Linked DNA regions of Mus musculus: region 1 is linked to region 2. The links are chromatin contacts, called in public HiChIP or PLAC-seq maps. All regions are on one chromosome and are shown on one strand. The core of a region is the stretch at or near the end of the contact, and the rest is flanking DNA. Distances in the headings are between cores, read along the strand shown. Region 1 overlaps Bend4 (BEN domain containing 4). Region 2 has its middle 27 kb from the start of Uchl1os.

Region 1 (3,959 bases), core at 416-2,915, 710 kb after region 2:
TTTTGCCTCGGCTTCCTGACTGACGGGACTGCAGGCTAATGCTACCACACCCAGCTAAAATCTTCATCAGTTGATCTCTGCTCCTCAAACACTATTTTATCTACCTAGCTAGCCAAAGACTTCAAACTCCTCAAAATATTACTCAATCATTTTATAGGAATGTTGAACTCTTTTTTACTGCTGACAATCCCAGCTATCTGTTGTGTTTAATAGTCTTCAAGCAGCCTAATTATATTGTCTCTCCAACATAAAATAAGTTCCTGAACAGAAATACTTAAATCAAATGATCAGCAATAAGTATCAGTCTCGCAACAGTCACATGGTTGAAGCTCGGGTAAAGACAATGCCTTGTTTCAACAGAAACTGAGACATCAAGAAGATAGGCTTCGTTTCTGCCCTCCAGCGCCATATATGACCCTTCATCTTATCAGGACATCAGGAGATAACGGCATACTCTGGGTAAACCCAGCCTCGAAAAGGACTTTAACAGAAGTATCCAGGTGTGTGCAGGGACACTGCAAAAGCTCTCTCACAGAGGGCCCTGCCTGAACTGGACACTGAAGAATGCCTAGGAATTTCTCAAGAAGAGGGCAGCATGTTTTGGGAGTGGAAAGAACAGGGGTTAGGACAAGTATCTGCTTGCCCAGAAGTCACAACTGTCCAGTGAGGCTGGGCACTCGGTGAACTGTGGGCCCTGAGGACTGAGTCTTCGAAGATGCTCAGGAGGAGGGCCAAGTACAGCTGTGCATGCCCTGTAATCTCAGCTCTTGTGAGGAGCAGGCAGGAAGATTGGGAGTTCAAGGTCACCTTCAGCTATACGGGTAGTCACAGTACCCCATCTCCCCAAAAAAGACTCCAGGGAAGTGAAGACTTCTCTGTGACAAGGGAACCCAAATCTGAGGCTCTGTGGCTCCTCTTTCTGAAGTCAGACACCGCTTATAGTTTGGAGAATCCTTCAAGTCTCTGCATTGCTAGGCACACGACAGTTGTGCTCTCTTTTTGTCCTTTCTTGGTTAAGATGGGGTTGCCCTATGTATCCCAGGAAGGTCTTGGACTCTCTCCTGCCTCGGCCTTTTTGGTATTTGAATTACAGACATGCCCTACATATATCAGAAACAATTTTCCTCTAATTCGTCTTTTAAGATTTATTTTATGTGCGTGTATTGCCTGCATGTGTGTGTGTGCACCATGTGTGTGCCTGTGGAGGCCAGAAGATACTGGAACCCCTGGAATTGGACTTATAGATGTCTGTGGGCCACCATGTTAATTCTAGGAACTGAACCTGGGTCTCCTATGGAAGAGAAGCAAGCGGTCTTAACTGCCGAGCCGTGTCTCTAGCCTCAGGAGCAATTTCTCTTCAAGGGGATACTAAGTGTTCATGGGAAGATTTACTAAATCTAACACTTCCATATTCCTATAATATTGTTAACTTTGCTTTAAGGAAGGCTCAGAAGGCAAATTACTGCCAGCAGTCACCACCAGCAATATCAAGGAACACAAGCCCACAGCTGCAGCTACTCTTAGGGGCTTTTGTTTATACAAAGTCCATTTACCCCAAACTGGTTGTTCCTATTTCCCTTAGATAATGGCACTGAGGGACCTGAGGGGGTTAGCTCCTTATCTGCAGCATGGTGAGTCACCACTCACTCTTGGATTCTGTATTTGCAAGTCTGCGTGCCTGCTAAGGTATGCTTGGAACTCCCCAAACCGGAACTTTTACAAGCCATTTGCAGACTTGTGCAGAGCGCTTTGGAATTTGAGTGGCCTGACAAATGTCCCAGCTGTGATCGCCTGGTTTCTGTTCTTCTGCTGGAAACAAGTGTCCCTGTCCTGGTCTATTTAGGGTTTTTCCTATATGTCTGTTTGGGATTTCACTATTAAAATGGCTCTCCACTGTGTGCTCAAGTGCCTGAAGCACAAGAGAAACAAGGTCACGTACTTACTAGTTGAAGGAGGACCTGTCCTTTGTACTTCTGCTATAAGTAATGCCAGTGTTTGCCAACTAATTCTTTGGTGACCATTCAATACAGCTACGCTGACAATACACTGACCTCAGGTGGAGGGTTACGACTTGGACACCAAGTTAGAACTCTTGGACTATACAACTCTCCTCCTACTGTTGCTCTCCCATGGATTAGATGCCAACTTCCTGTCCGTAAGAGGAAATGAAATAGATAGCTGATGTGGGCAAGAGCACCAAGTGTTCTAACCTCGGAGCCATCTCTCCAGTCCCCGAAACTGAATGCTCAAAACAAAAACAAAAACAAAAACCCCCAAAAAACCTTACACCATTCACAAAACTCAACCACCAATTCATAGACTATCACTAATAAGAATTACAGAGAAGCCGGGTGTGGTGGCGCATGCCTTTAATCCCAGCACTCGGGAGGCAGAGGCAGGCGGATTTCTGAGTTCGAGGCCAGCCTGGTCTACAAAGTGAGTGCCAGGACAGCCAAGGCTACACAGAGAAACTCTGTCTCGAAAAACCAAAAAAAAAAAAAAAGAATTACAGAGAAGACCTAAAATTAAGACCAGAAACTATAAAATTCCTACCAGTGAAAGTCAGCTCAGTCAATGAACTGTTTTCCTTACAAACATTAGGACCTGGCTCCAGCCCCTGCACCCACGTAAACAGCAGCGTGTGGTGACGAAAGATGGTCCCCTGGGGCTTGTCTACACGTCCCCAGCCTAGCCTAAGTGTGAGCTACAGGCCAGTAATAAACCCTTCCCCTCTCTCTTCTCTGCCCCCACCCCTTCCACACAAACCAGGCAAGAGCCAGCACAGTGGTACACACATTCCGAAGTCATTAACAAGAAAGACAAAACTCGATCCCACTTTCCATGCCTTGGAATGAAAAAAATCAAAAGATAACAGAGCCTGGTGATGGTGTCCACCGTGGGTGAGAAGGGAGACTTCTGTCCTCCGCGTGCAAAGGTTACAGAGGTTCCTAAAGTTAAGCACAGCACTACTGTATGACCGGAATCCCCCTTCTTGGACTACATTCAAAGGAAACAAAATTACCACCTTGGAAGAAACCCACACTCCGTGTTTACTGTGACGTGGAAAGACACGACTTTCCCACAACAACAAAACAGGCATAGGCAAGTGTTCAGTGGAGTATTAAGAAAAAAGCTTTGCCATCTGCCAAGGTGTGAGTAAACTGCGGGGGGTCGGGGGTGGGGACGACAGGGCAATACTGTCTATCTTCTTTTTTTCTTGTAATTTTTACTTTCTGAGTGTATGTATACCACATGTGTTCCTGGTGCCCAGGCAGGCCAGAGGAGGGAGTCAGATCCCTTGACGTAGGAGTTACATTTGTGAGCTGCCACGAGGGTGCTGGGAAGCAAATCTGGGTCCTCTGTAAGAGCGGCGAGTGCTCTTCACTGTAGAGCCCTCTCCAGCCCGTCTCATCCAGCCTATGTGTGGAATCTTAAAAAGTCAAATCAAATCAAATCAAAAATGCAGAGAATGAAAATATTCAGCTAGGCATGGTGGCACAGACCTTTAGGCCCAGCATTTCTCAGGCAGAAGCAGGCAGATCTCTGTGAGTTCAAGGCCAGCCTGGCCTATACAGCAAGTTTCAGACCAGCCAGGACTGCACAATAAGACCCTGTCTCAGTAAATAGGTTAATTTAAAGATTATCTTCTGTATACTTGGTATTTACACATTTAAAGGAATTGTAATTGGTATACATGGTGCTCTTCAAGACAGGTTTTCAAGCTCAGGGGATGCAGTGCTTGGCTAACAAGCCTGAAGGGTTTCTTCTCCAGCACCACACACACTGTAAAGGAGCAGACAGCCCTGTAACCACGCCACAGTACTCCAGGGACAGGAGGAATGAGTTCAAGGCTATCACTGGCTACACAGCGAACCAGCAGCCAACTTGAAAACCAGGAGAAACAAAAAATAAAACGCCAACAAACACCCCTCCCATAGTTTTCCTTATTTTAGTATCTA
Region 2 (4,068 bases), core at 892-3,391:
CGACGGATGAGACCGATGATCGGTGTTTTGCAATTCCTCAAGTGCCAGGACTCTTCAGTGTGACAAGCTCATTTAAATTAGGCCAACAGATTAAAATAGTCTGCTTTATGCCAGGTGGTGGTGGCACACACCTTTGATCCCAGCACTTGGGAGGCAGAGGCAGCAGATCTTTGAGTTCGAGGCCAGCCTGGTCTATATAGGGAGTTCTAGGCCAGCCCAGGCTACAAAGTGAGACCTTGTCTCAAAATAAATAGGTAAGTAAGTAAATAAATAATTCAAATTAAAACCCGAAACAATAAAAACAAAGCATTCTCTGTTTCTAACCATGGAGATAAAGCACCTCTGATCCAGAGATCTGAGAGAACTGTGACCATAGCCTTGAAAAGACCATTTCCAATTAAGTAGGCCTGATGCACTATCCTCCCTTGGCATCTGCAGGGATTGGCTCCAGGGTCCCCATGGAAACCGAGCTCTAGGGATACACACATCTCACATATTTGAAACAGCATAGCATGATACCATGTTATCTAAATAGTCTTATATCTAGACAAATTTGTACATACGTGGTACAGACAATTTTCTTTTCCTTTTTGAGACAGAGTTTAAACACGTGACCCACCAGGCTTTGAACTCAGATATTCTTGAGTGCTGGGATTAGAGATTAGCAGTACGTGCCACAATGCCCTGTTTCTAGTACTTGGGGTCCCAGGTAGGCTGAGTCCATGGCTGTGGGATTTATGGCTATGAAGCACTGAGCTTACGTTCAGAAAGCATCTGCATTCGTAGTTTTCTCATCTGAAGAAATATCGAGCTGGGGCTCTGTAGGAATAGGGGTGCTTCTTGAGTATCCCCCAAACTCACTGGCACTCTGTCCTGCTGGTTGTAAGCCCTACTTACTTCCCAGGGCTGGCCTATTGGTTTTTGTTTTTGTTGCATCCATTTCACAGAGAAAGTCAAAAAGATGTCCAGCACCGATACTAGTTTCCTCTGGCCAAAGGCAGCATCTTGACCTGTATGCCTGATACCCACTGTGAGGCCATTTTCTTATGTGGCCCGGTTCCAAGCTCAGCTGAGTCTCTCTGTTTTACAGCTATTGCTAAATGGAGAAAGCTGGACAGTGACAAACAGAAACAAGTAGAGAGAGGGGCCCAGAGGAGAGATCAAGGGAGTGGTGCTTGGTTTTGGACCCTGGTTCTAGTGTTCCTTGAGCATAGCCTGGTTTGGCTAGCCTCAAGCTCTAAGTGTGATTTCTGCAAGCTGGCAATTCTGCTTTCCACCTAAGTCCTTAGAAGTTTTTCTACCACCCAAAACGAGGCAAGCACAACTTCTACAGTAAATTCTAGCTGCCTCCAGGCGAGATTCTTTCTCTGGAAAAGACTTGAATGATTCATATCTCTGTATTCTATTTGATTGCTAGAAACCCCAAAACACACTCTTCATTAGAATTGACTGCAGGAGATAAAGGAGATCTGAGTTCAAGAAAGACTTAGTCTCCCCTCCCCCTTAAACTTCTCTCCCCAATCTGCCATTTATTGGCTCACAATAGGATGGTTTAAAAATAATTCCTCTAAAACTGACAATTAACTTAAACATTTTTTTTAAAGGACATTTAACACCTCCTATGTGCTAGGCCTGGGCCAGGGAGTCAGAGGCACATAGTTCCTTCTGGTAGAGAGCAGTGGAGCTCAAAGTGTCTGTGCATGCCATGCAGTAGCTCCTGGGGACCTGCTGAAGATGCAATCGGAAACTGTAGGGGGTGCGGCTCAGCAGTCTTTGTTTAAACAAGCCCTCTGGATAGTCAGGGTGATATACTCGGGGACTGAAGACTACACACACACACACACACACACACACACACACATCCAGCCTCCCTGCTCACTAATGGCACAGCTTGGGAACAAGACACAATCTTCGCTTCACCCCTGATATAAGTGATTGAAAGTGGAAATCGGTCTGTGTTTCCTGAACAACAAAAGCAGCAAGCCCAGCCCTGCCCCTGGGCCAGCAGCAGAGCTATGTGTGCTCCGGGCTTGCCTGCCCTAGTTTATCATACAGATAAGACGACACATGGAAATCACTTGGAAGGGTTAGTTCCTGTGGGTCTGGAGTCTGTCTTGGCAAGGCCTCACTCAAACCCAGTCTACCAGCCTGAAGCCTGCGCCAGGGCTGCTGTGGGAGGTGTCTGAGAAACGCCTGAGCTATCAGTCCTCTAACCACATCAGAAGAAAATTTCTCTTCATCCTCAGATAACACTTACCGCTTGTCAAGAAAAGAGAGAGAGAGAGAGGGATAGGCTGAGAACTAACAAATCTAAAAGTGTTTAGTGATATAAGAATTTTCCTATCCCCAGAAGTCCTGACAGCCACCAAGTTAACCCTTTCAGCTTTATATGGTACCTAATATATGGATATATAATATATAACAATAGATTATATATTACATATACACCATTAATATAACTATACATAATATATAATTATATAAATTATACCATATGTAATTTAGTTTATGTGTGTGCTTTGCCTGTATTTTGTATGTGTGTCACATGCATGTCTGGTGTCCAACGAGACCAGAAGATGTCACTAGATCCTCTGGAACTGAAGCTACAGAGAGTTGTAACCTGGGTGGTTGTTGGGAACCAAACTTGGGTCCTGTGTAAGAACAGCCAGTTCTCTTAGCCACTCAGCCATCTCTACAGCCCTCCTATGGAATTTTAAAAGTATTCTCATCTACCCTTCGCTGACCTTTCCAATTCCCACTTCCCGTCATTTAACCCGATTCAATGTGGACTTGGTAAGTCCCTGCCACACAAAGTGACTGTGAAGGAGAACTGAGGCTTGGTGCCTGCCCTCAAAGATCCACAGTCAATCAAGTAACCAACCAGGAGCAGGAAGTACACAGAGCTAGGTGCAGGAATTCAACAAGAAACATAACTTAACTCATGGAAGGAACGTCTGCTCTGGGGGTGGGGGACAGGTACAAAGCAAACGTGGCATGGACCGTGAGGAAGTAAGGAGTTCATAGAACAAAGGGCAGGTGACCCCAGGAGCAGAACCCCAGCACCGAGAAAAAGGCAGAAGGAGAGAGGGGGAAAGAATGAATAGGGGAAGAGGGAGGGAGGGAAATGGCCATACACGATACAGAGATTTATCTGAAAATGACGGCATATCTTGAAAAAGTCCCACATACCTGGCAGGGGGATCATTTGATACCAGGAGTTTCCTCCACCATATATGAGATGCTGTCTCAAAATAAATTAGAACCAACAAACGAACCAGGCATGGTGGCAGACATTTGTAATGCAGCTATCAGGAAACTGAGGTAGGAGGATTGCGTGGTAGAAACCAGCCTGGGCTATTTAATGTGTTCAAGGCTAGCATGACCCCTAACAGAGTCTTACAATCATGCCCATCTATTTATTGTTGCTCACAGTTTTGTCAAGAGGGTAGTTTTCTGGCTGGGGTTGCTGGGACTCCCTTGCACTCTCTCCCTTCAGCTGGAAGAGAAGCTGTGGGCTGCTGTGGGCTGCACTCAGCTGCGGCCCTGAGAGAGAGGGCCGGGCCCTGTTATCCGTGGGGTCTCAAGTCCTTACTTTATCTGCAGTTGCTCAGCATTCACAAAGGCACCGTGTTTTCTTACACAGTGGCGGGGCATCCCAAGACTATAAAGGCTGAAGCTCTTCTGCAAGGCCCATCCTTGGAGGTTACACTGTGTCTTCCGTCAAAGGTCACTAGTCCATCCATGTGGACATCAGTTGACTGGAGACCACACAATTAGAACAGTAGACACTCAGAGGCTTAGTGCCACGTGAGTGGAGAGGAACAGGGATTTGAGATAGATAAGAATTATATATATATATACATATATATAAAGAATTAATTATATAATATATAAGGTATATATTATATAATATATAGATAAGAATATATAGTATATAAGATATAAGATTATAGATAAGACATATTATATAATACAGATAAGAATTAATTATATAATATAATAAATGATATGTGTATTATATTAATATAATTACACACATATATACATATATAACTATATACATATATA

What was found. HiChIP or PLAC-seq counts read pairs in DNA pulled down with a chosen protein or histone mark.
Region 1: a contact with region 2 is called in an H3K27ac HiChIP or PLAC-seq map of extraembryonic endoderm stem cells, with 4 times the contacts expected there. The contact joins two enhancer-like sites.

The regions. Positions count from the first base shown.
Region 1 is chr5:67,408,961-67,412,919 of GRCm38.p6, forward strand. All of the region lies in intron 2 of Bend4 (BEN domain containing 4), which reads right to left. The region is part of intron 1 of Gm33345 (a long non-coding RNA gene); the gene reads left to right. Among named protein-coding and RNA genes, the nearest start is that of Gm33345, 5.5 kb to the left of the region's middle. Within about 2 kb of position 1,666, at least 30 of the 459 cell types and tissues checked have an H3K27ac peak or open chromatin away from gene starts, as enhancers often do. A contact at or near this core is called in extraembryonic endoderm stem cells, where this site is marked.
Region 2 is chr5:66,701,725-66,705,792 of GRCm38.p6, forward strand. No RefSeq gene overlaps it. Among named protein-coding and RNA genes, the nearest start is that of Uchl1os, 27 kb to the left of the region's middle. Within about 2 kb of position 2,142, at least 13 of the 459 cell types and tissues checked have an H3K27ac peak or open chromatin away from gene starts, as enhancers often do. A contact at or near this core is called in extraembryonic endoderm stem cells, where this site is marked.